Linked DNA regions of Oryctolagus cuniculus: region 2 is linked to region 1. The links are chromatin contacts, called in public Micro-C maps. All regions are on one chromosome and are shown on one strand. The core of a region is the stretch at or near the end of the contact, and the rest is flanking DNA. Distances in the headings are between cores, read along the strand shown. Region 1 holds the start of ZC3H10 (zinc finger CCCH-type containing 10). Region 2 holds the start of CNPY2 (canopy FGF signaling regulator 2).

What was found. A called contact is a pair of places that touch in the nucleus more often than the background predicts.
Region 2: a contact with region 1 is called in a Micro-C map of ear pinna, with 3 times the contacts expected there. The contact joins the promoter of CNPY2 here to the promoter of ZC3H10 in region 1. A contact is called at or near these places in 2 of 6 Hi-C or Micro-C datasets (ear pinna and an unstated tissue).

Annotation. Positions count from the first base shown.
Region 1 is chr11:58,918,520-58,922,035 of mOryCun1.1, forward strand. It overlaps ZC3H10 (zinc finger CCCH-type containing 10), which reads left to right and starts at 1,639. Exons shown (of 3, transcript XM_017341929.3): 1 at 1,639-1,759; 2 at 2,537-2,600. LOC138844365 (a long non-coding RNA gene) reads left to right here. Exons shown (of 2, transcript XR_011380102.1): 2 at 1-43.
Region 2 is chr11:59,132,440-59,135,910 of mOryCun1.1, forward strand. It overlaps CNPY2 (canopy FGF signaling regulator 2), which reads right to left and starts at 1,435. Exons shown (of 6, transcript XM_070052421.1): 1 at 1,233-1,435; 2 at 520-632; 3 at 299-414. The coding sequence starts at 607. It overlaps PAN2 (poly(A) specific ribonuclease subunit PAN2), which reads right to left. Exons shown (of 26, transcript XM_070052391.1): 25 at 3,032-3,229; 26 at 2,030-2,682. The coding sequence ends at 2,648. It overlaps LOC138844366 (a long non-coding RNA gene), which reads left to right and starts at 528. Exons shown (of 2, transcript XR_011380104.1): 1 at 528-854; 2 at 1,433-2,125.

The DNA.
Region 1 (3,516 bases), core at 389-2,888:
TCCGGAATAAAATGGAGGACTTCGTCAACAAACTTCAACTCCCAAGAAGCGATGCGAGGGAAAGCGGAAGTTGCTGCCCGTTTCCCATCTGCACCGCTCGGAGCTCCGTTGGAAACAGGTGCTCGTGCAGAAACGACGAGGTCTCTGTAGTCAGGCGAGAGCAGGGTGGGTTGGGAACGCGAAATCAAAACACTGCTTCCCAGGAAATTCAGGCCCGCCACTTCACTGGCGTCTGAGGCCGAAAGCCATTGTTACGCTCCCTAAGCAGCCCCGCCCCGGGAGGGCGGGACGACGGAAGTGACGACACGCAGCGCCCCGTTAAATAGCCGCGGGCGGAACTCGCTCGCTCTCTCGGCTTTAGCGCCATCTTCTTGGGTGAGTGTCAACGCTGGTTGTGTTCGGGCCGCACGAACAATCCGTTGACATCTGACCTGTGCACTTGCCATCATCACAGCGGACTAACTGCAGTCTTTTTCTCTTTCCCCGTAGAGACCTCCGCGCCATGAGAGCCAAGGTGAGCGGCCCCTAGAATTGAGCTCGGGAGGTAGGAGTTGGCGAGTGGGGGCCGACCCGGAGAAGGAAGCCGTCCCAAGGGTTCCCGAGACCTGGCGGGCGAGGATGGCTAGTCTGCGGGAGGAGCAGGGAGGGAACAGCGAAGTCGTTTGGGGGAGAGCGGTCGGAGGCTGTATTACCCAGTGTCTGCGACCGAGTCCCCGAGCTAGACTCTCCGCGGCTGAATAGCGCACTTCTCTGCCTGGACCTGTTACTAAGACGAACCCTTTTTTCCATTCCCTGCCTGTGATCGGCCGGTAGTGGAGGAAGAAGCGAATGCGCAGGTACGTCGGGACTTCGCCAGCCCAGGGGGAGGGAAGTGGGGCGCGACCCGGGCGAGACGGGAACAGCTCGGCTTGGGAATCGGAAAGGCTTTAGGAGGGGGGACGTGAAGGGCCGTGATGGGGGCTGATTGCGCCGCGGCGTGTGCCGCTTTGAGTTCGACTTCAGGGGGGAGGGAAACGTGAGGTCTGCGGTGTGTGTGCAGGTGGCGCAGTCTCGCTTCTTGCTTTTCAGGCTGAAGCGCAAAAGAAGAAAGATGAGACAGAGGTCCAAGTAGACGCTGGCTGTGTGCGCGTGAGGCCGGGGGCAGGAGGAGGAATGCCCGTCCCGGGACGCCGGTGCAGCTGTTGGACTGCGAGCCGCTGCGTCCGGATCGCTGCGAACACCTGGGAGACCGCTCCGCTGACACCGAAACGGCCCCGGAGGCCGCCCTGGGCCGGGCATTCTGGACTAATCCTGTTCTGTTGTGGCCGAGTGTAACGCGCGTACAATAAAAAGCCTCTGCTGTCCTAGCCGAAGAACCAAACTTGTGTGTCCGTGGTTTCTCCGCTGGGTGGGGGTCGGCGTGGAGGATGTCTGCGGGGCGGGGCGGTGGACGTCCCCGCAGCTGTGGGAAAGCGCGCCCGGGGACTGGGGTCGAGTTCACGGCCGAGTGCTCGTCGCGCCCCGGCCTCTGCCGAGGTCCCCGTCGCGCGGCCCGAGTGCCGCGACGCTGTGTGGTCGGTTGCCATGGTGACGCGCGGAGCTTGCCGGGAACTTCCTGCGGCTCGTCGCTCGGCCCTCGCACACCATAGAGTGTGGTTCCGGGTCTGACGGCTAGAGCGCCACTTCTTCCGCAGGAAGCGGAAGAGCCGTAGGGTGGGCGGCTCTTTGTCGAAGCTAGAGGACCGGCAGGCGGCAGCAGCAACTACGGCGGCGGCGGCAGGTGAGGGAGGCGGGAGGCTGAGGTAGAGGCCGCGCCCGGAGGGGAGGAGTCGAGGTCGGCCTAGTGGCCGCGCTCGGCCGGGCCACACGCACACGCGGCCCCCCAGGACCGAGCTGGCTGTGTTTCACGGAAGCCCAGGGCAGAGCCCCTTTTCTGACGGACCCCGCTTTCGCGAGCAAACGCCAGCTCCGTGACGTCACAGCCCTGCCCATCCCCGCATCTTGATGTCACCTAGGAACACTCGTTGCCCCCCGCCCCGGCCCCGGCCGCACTTTGCGCTCTCTCAGTGCCCTGTTGGTCCGGGCCGCCGCCGCCGCCGCGTCCTGGCAGCGCTGCACGGAGCCCGCCGGGCTGGAGGACTTGCTGCCGGGAAACTCCTAGGACTTTTCCCTCCAACTCTGGGGTGCTGGAAAGCGTCCGAGTCACCGCCCTCCAGTCGGCTCGGCCGTCCCGCCGCACTGTCAGTTGCTGCCCTCCCACGACTCCATGTTCCGCCTCCAGAACTCCAGTCCCGGGCCGGGTCCTACCCCCGCATCCTCCTTCGTCTCGAGGCGGGGCGCCCCTCCCTCTTTGTTCGCTGGGGGCCGGAACCCCAGTGCAGCCTCCCCGAATGCGTTCTGCCGCCTCGCTCTTGCTGCTGGAGCAGTTCGGTGTGAACCCGAGGAAATGCGGAGGCTCCCCGGGCTCTTGGCGTTCTTGCCCCCGTCACTCCGTAGCCCTGCGCGCGTTCCCTTTCTTGCACCCAAGCCTGTTTCTGTTGTGTTCTCTCCTGTTCAGAACCCAGCAGTGATGTGGAGGTGGAGACCCACAGGAGCCCCGGAGTTCACCTGAGTTACCTCAGGTACCAGTGCGGGGAGAGGGGTGGGGAGGCGTGTCCTAGGGAAGGAGCCGCTTCCGGTGGGCCTTGCGGCGCGGCTCGGGCTTGGAGAAGTGGCATTGGTTCTTCGCCTAATCATTTCCCTTGGGGGACGCAGTTTGTATCTTTTATCTCTTCTCTGAATGTGTCTGTTGTTCTGGGGCGGCCTCCTTTTGGAAGAAAAGGAGCCCACTTCCTTTGGAGCTTCTTGTGTGACTCTGGCCGCAGGTCTGGTCACCTGCTTTTGGGAGATCTGAAGGCAAAGCCAAGGGATCCGGTGAGGTATGATACAGGTCAAGGCCCGAGGGATCGGGAAGGAGTCCCTTATGCTCGCGGGGCAACAGTATGAGTTCTCCTGTTTGAACAGCAGGGGGAGCCCGAACACTGCCGAGAAGAGGTTCAGGAGGTTAGACACGTGGTCGCAGGGACTTCCAGTCTTCCTGGGGGTGGAGAGAAGGGAGGGCTAGAACTAGGGCAGTGGACTGACATTCCAGAGCTCTCTTGGGAAATAGGAGACTTAAAAAGCTTTTATGGAGTCTATAAATAAAGAGGATCTTTGTGGGGTAAGGCGTGGTGTGGTTTGATGTCAGTGGGATCTTCCCATGGCGGGGGTGGGGGTGGGTAGAAAGGGGGCTTGGAGAATAGGGGAAGGAAGGTCACTTGTTCCCGTGAAATTAACCCCCTCACCTTGCCCTTGGCGCAGGTCCTTTTGTTCCGGGGGTCTAGAAGTGGAGGCTCCGGCTTGCGATCTGCTCCCCTGAGAGGAGAGGCTGCCCTCTGTACGGTTGGGGGGAGTGGTGGGCAGGGAGAGAATACTGAAGAAGACAGGTTTAGGAACTGTCCCCACGCTGGTGACACCAGTCTGTTGGGTGGTAGAGATCTGAGACAGAGCCCTCACCCG
Region 2 (3,471 bases), core at 185-2,684, 210 kb after region 1:
TTTGAATGAAAGTCTGTATGTATCCCAGTGCTAGGGAGGAAACAGGAGTTACACGAATTAAAGATGTATAAAGAAGAGGGCTGATCAGGGCTCCCAGTGACAAGTTCTGTACAGAAACAGAGTATTTAGGGGTTGGAGCCAGAAAGAAGGCACACAAGGGATAACCTCATGAGACAGAGCCCAATCTTCCAGGGACCTCTCTGAGTTAGTCTTCATTTCTGTAAAACCAAAGTCCGTCTTAATGAGCTGCGTTCTCATTCAAAGCCAGAGTGAACTCTCCGGGGGAACTAACAGTTACCTCCACCACCGACTGGCTGCCGTCTGGATTGATCCGGAAAGATCCCATCTGAATGGTCTTCTTGGGGTCCACCTGGGCAATCTCCCACTCGAGTTCATCCACCAGAGCCCTGCAAGCTGGGTAAGAGGGATTCGCATTCATTTCCCCCCAGGCCTTGGGTCTCGAGCCCTGCCCAGAGTCCACTCCCTCCCCCTTCTTATGTTCTGTGTGCTTTTCTTTACCTCCACAGTGTAGATCCTGGCTCCTCCGAGCCCAGGCAGTTCCCAGCAGGGCCCCAAGAAGCAGGGCCAGCCAACCCCAGCCTTTCATCTTTAACGTAATGGGGTTGCTCCACCTGAATTTGGGTGGGGGAAAAAAAAAAAAAACAAAACAGAGTAAGGAACCGACTCTACTTCCCCTGCACCCCCCACACTCCACCTCTCCATCCCAAGGCCTTCCAGAGCCTCCTGCCATTCTGACTGCTTTCCAGGAAATGGCTGGGACACAAAGAAGCTCCTCTGCGCCGGCGCTTGAGGGCTGACCCCTCCGGAGCGCAGGGCTTGGGGCTCAGGGGCAGGTGAGTCCCTAAGTGTTGGTACGTTACCATTAGCGGCCAAGGGTTCACAGGGCTATGTGGCAGCTACGGGACGGAGGCCGGTGACCGTGCGAGGGGCCTGCGGTCAGGCCAGGCGGCCGGCGAGCAGAGCGCTCAACAACCAGGGCCTGACAGGATCCTGCACAGAAGATGCCCGCATGCCCTCCGCCAGCCTCCAAGGGACTGCACGTGTGGACCAGCCCCCTTTCTGAGGGCTCCCCCATTGCTTTCGCTGCAGCCCGTCCCCAGCCCTTAGCGCCGCACGCGTCCCACCTCTGCTCCCAGGGCCGCCGCCGTGGCCCAGGCGCTGCAAAATCGCCGGACTCTCACTTTGGCCTCGGTGGCTCCCGAGCCTCGCACCTGGCTGAGGGGGGAGCGGGGCTGTCCGTGATCCTCCAGAGCGCGTCGGTGCTTTCTAGAAACGGGGTGCCCAGGCAGCCGCCTGACCCAGCTCCCTGCACCCTAACTGGGCGCCTAAGCGGGGCTCGGGTTGTGTGGCCGGGCGAGCCCCCACCACACAGCGACCCTAAACCCGCCCCTGCAAACTCTCGCGCGAACAGGCAACGTGGGAGCGGCACTGAAGTGGCGAGGACCCCGGTGGCTTGCAGAAGGACCCAGACTTGCGTGGCGAAGGGCTCCACGTGACTGGCCGCCGGCGGGTAGCAGAACAGGAGCGGCGCCAGGCGCGGACGGAGCCCGGCGTGTTACACGGGAGCAGTGAGGCGCGAGCGATGCATCGCTCTAGGTGGGCTAGGGCCTTCAGAACCCCGGGCTGCGGCTAGCCAGCCAGACGACCTCGCCTCGAAACTACATCTCCCAGAACGCACTGCAGCACCAGCTGACCCTTTCGGCAGCTGCTGGCGTCAGCAGATGCCCTGGGACTTGTAGTTTTGCGGCTTACGCAAACCATACCACGTGTCTTCACAGCAGTCTGACCCTAGGGTACTGGGCATCTACAGCAAACACCTAGTGTTGTCCAGGAAGGGAGTAATTTCACTTCTCCCGTATCCATAACTTTGGACCCCGAAGCTTTACCTTCATTCCCGGATGTGGATTTGAGCACAACTTTAGTTTTCTGAGTGTTAATAAGAAACCAAAAAATAATAATAGAGCTTCACAGAACCCCTACAAAAGCAGTTCTATAATGAGACAGGTGATTAGACAATATTTTCGTTTTTATTTTATAAAACATGCGGCTTAAAATAAATTTTTAAAAAATAACAAAACTTGAGACGGGAAAGAAGATGGAAGACAGATGCTTCTCAGCTGTCAGCAGGAATGGAGCCAGCAGCCAAGCTTTGTCCAGGAAACAAAGTCCCTTTTGGCAATGGTATTGGCAACTGTGGTTTTCTTGATTCCCCAAGCTGCAACATGATGATCCCTCCAGGCATCCCCTGAGCAATTGAAGACTTGAGCTAAATCTTGAGCTACTAAGTATATCCTCTTGTCACTGTCCAGTACTTCAGTCCCCAGCCAGCTAGGAGCTGAGAGTGTTGGTCCCAGAACCTTCTCCGCCTAGATACTAATCACCCCGGGTATTTATTAAGAATGCCAATTACTTTCCGTCTGGGTCTAGACTTTGTATCTGGCCTGCTGTTTTGCAAAGGATGAAGAAGGAATCCGGCTCCTAGAACCTTTGCATCGATTTTTCTGAGTTCCAGTTCTATTAATAGCACCATCTGTGGAGACTGAGCAGGTCCCGTTCTGGAAGTGGACCCACTTGGGAAGCCATCTCCCAGTTCTGGGGCTACAGAGCACTGAAGGGAGAGGGCAGGTCAGAGTGCCAGCACTGAGGAGAAGACCGCTGCGTCTGTCAGAGACAAAACCGAGAGCACGACTGTTAGGCGAGTGCAGAGAACACCTGGACGCCTCTCGTGAAGAAAATGGACGAGAAAACGGGCGTGGACCTTCCCCAAACATTTCAGAATTCAGCAAGAGGAGATTATAGGACTGATGCAGGGTTTCAATAATAAAAACAATTTCCCTGCCTGTTAGGAGGATTAAGTGCAATTGTAATTGCTAATCACTTTACAAAAAATAGGGTAAGATTGGTCTTGTTATCATCACTCATCAACATCGTTGTGGTGGTGGGTATAACCTCCATGTATGCAATCAAAACCTGTCCGAGCCAGTCTCCCTGTTCCCATTCCAGGCCTTACTCTTGGGACTTGTCTGGCCCTCTGGCTCAGGCACCTTCCAGTCCATCTTCCGGCCCTTCTCATAAAGGCCCTTGAGCACCTTGTGGAAGGATTCAGGCTCAGTGCCGTTCTTGCTTAGCTCCAGATACTTTCGATAGAGCTGAAGAGCTGTGCGGGCATCCTCAATACTGTCATGGGTCTCCCCTTGAATCTTCAGGTCTAGGGCGAGTAAAGGCAGAAGAGTTGGGGACCAGGCAAAGGGAGGTAGCGACATATCCCCCCGACTCCCACCCTATGACTCAAAGAAAACAATAAATTACCTATAAGGCAAAGAGTCAAACACCTTCCCTAGTGTAGAGGAGATACTGACGCTAATTGTAAAAATCCCTTGGTCAATCTCATCGCTAATTCAGGGCTGTCCCTACTCCCCTTTGACCTCCAGCAGTTTTCCTATTTCTAAT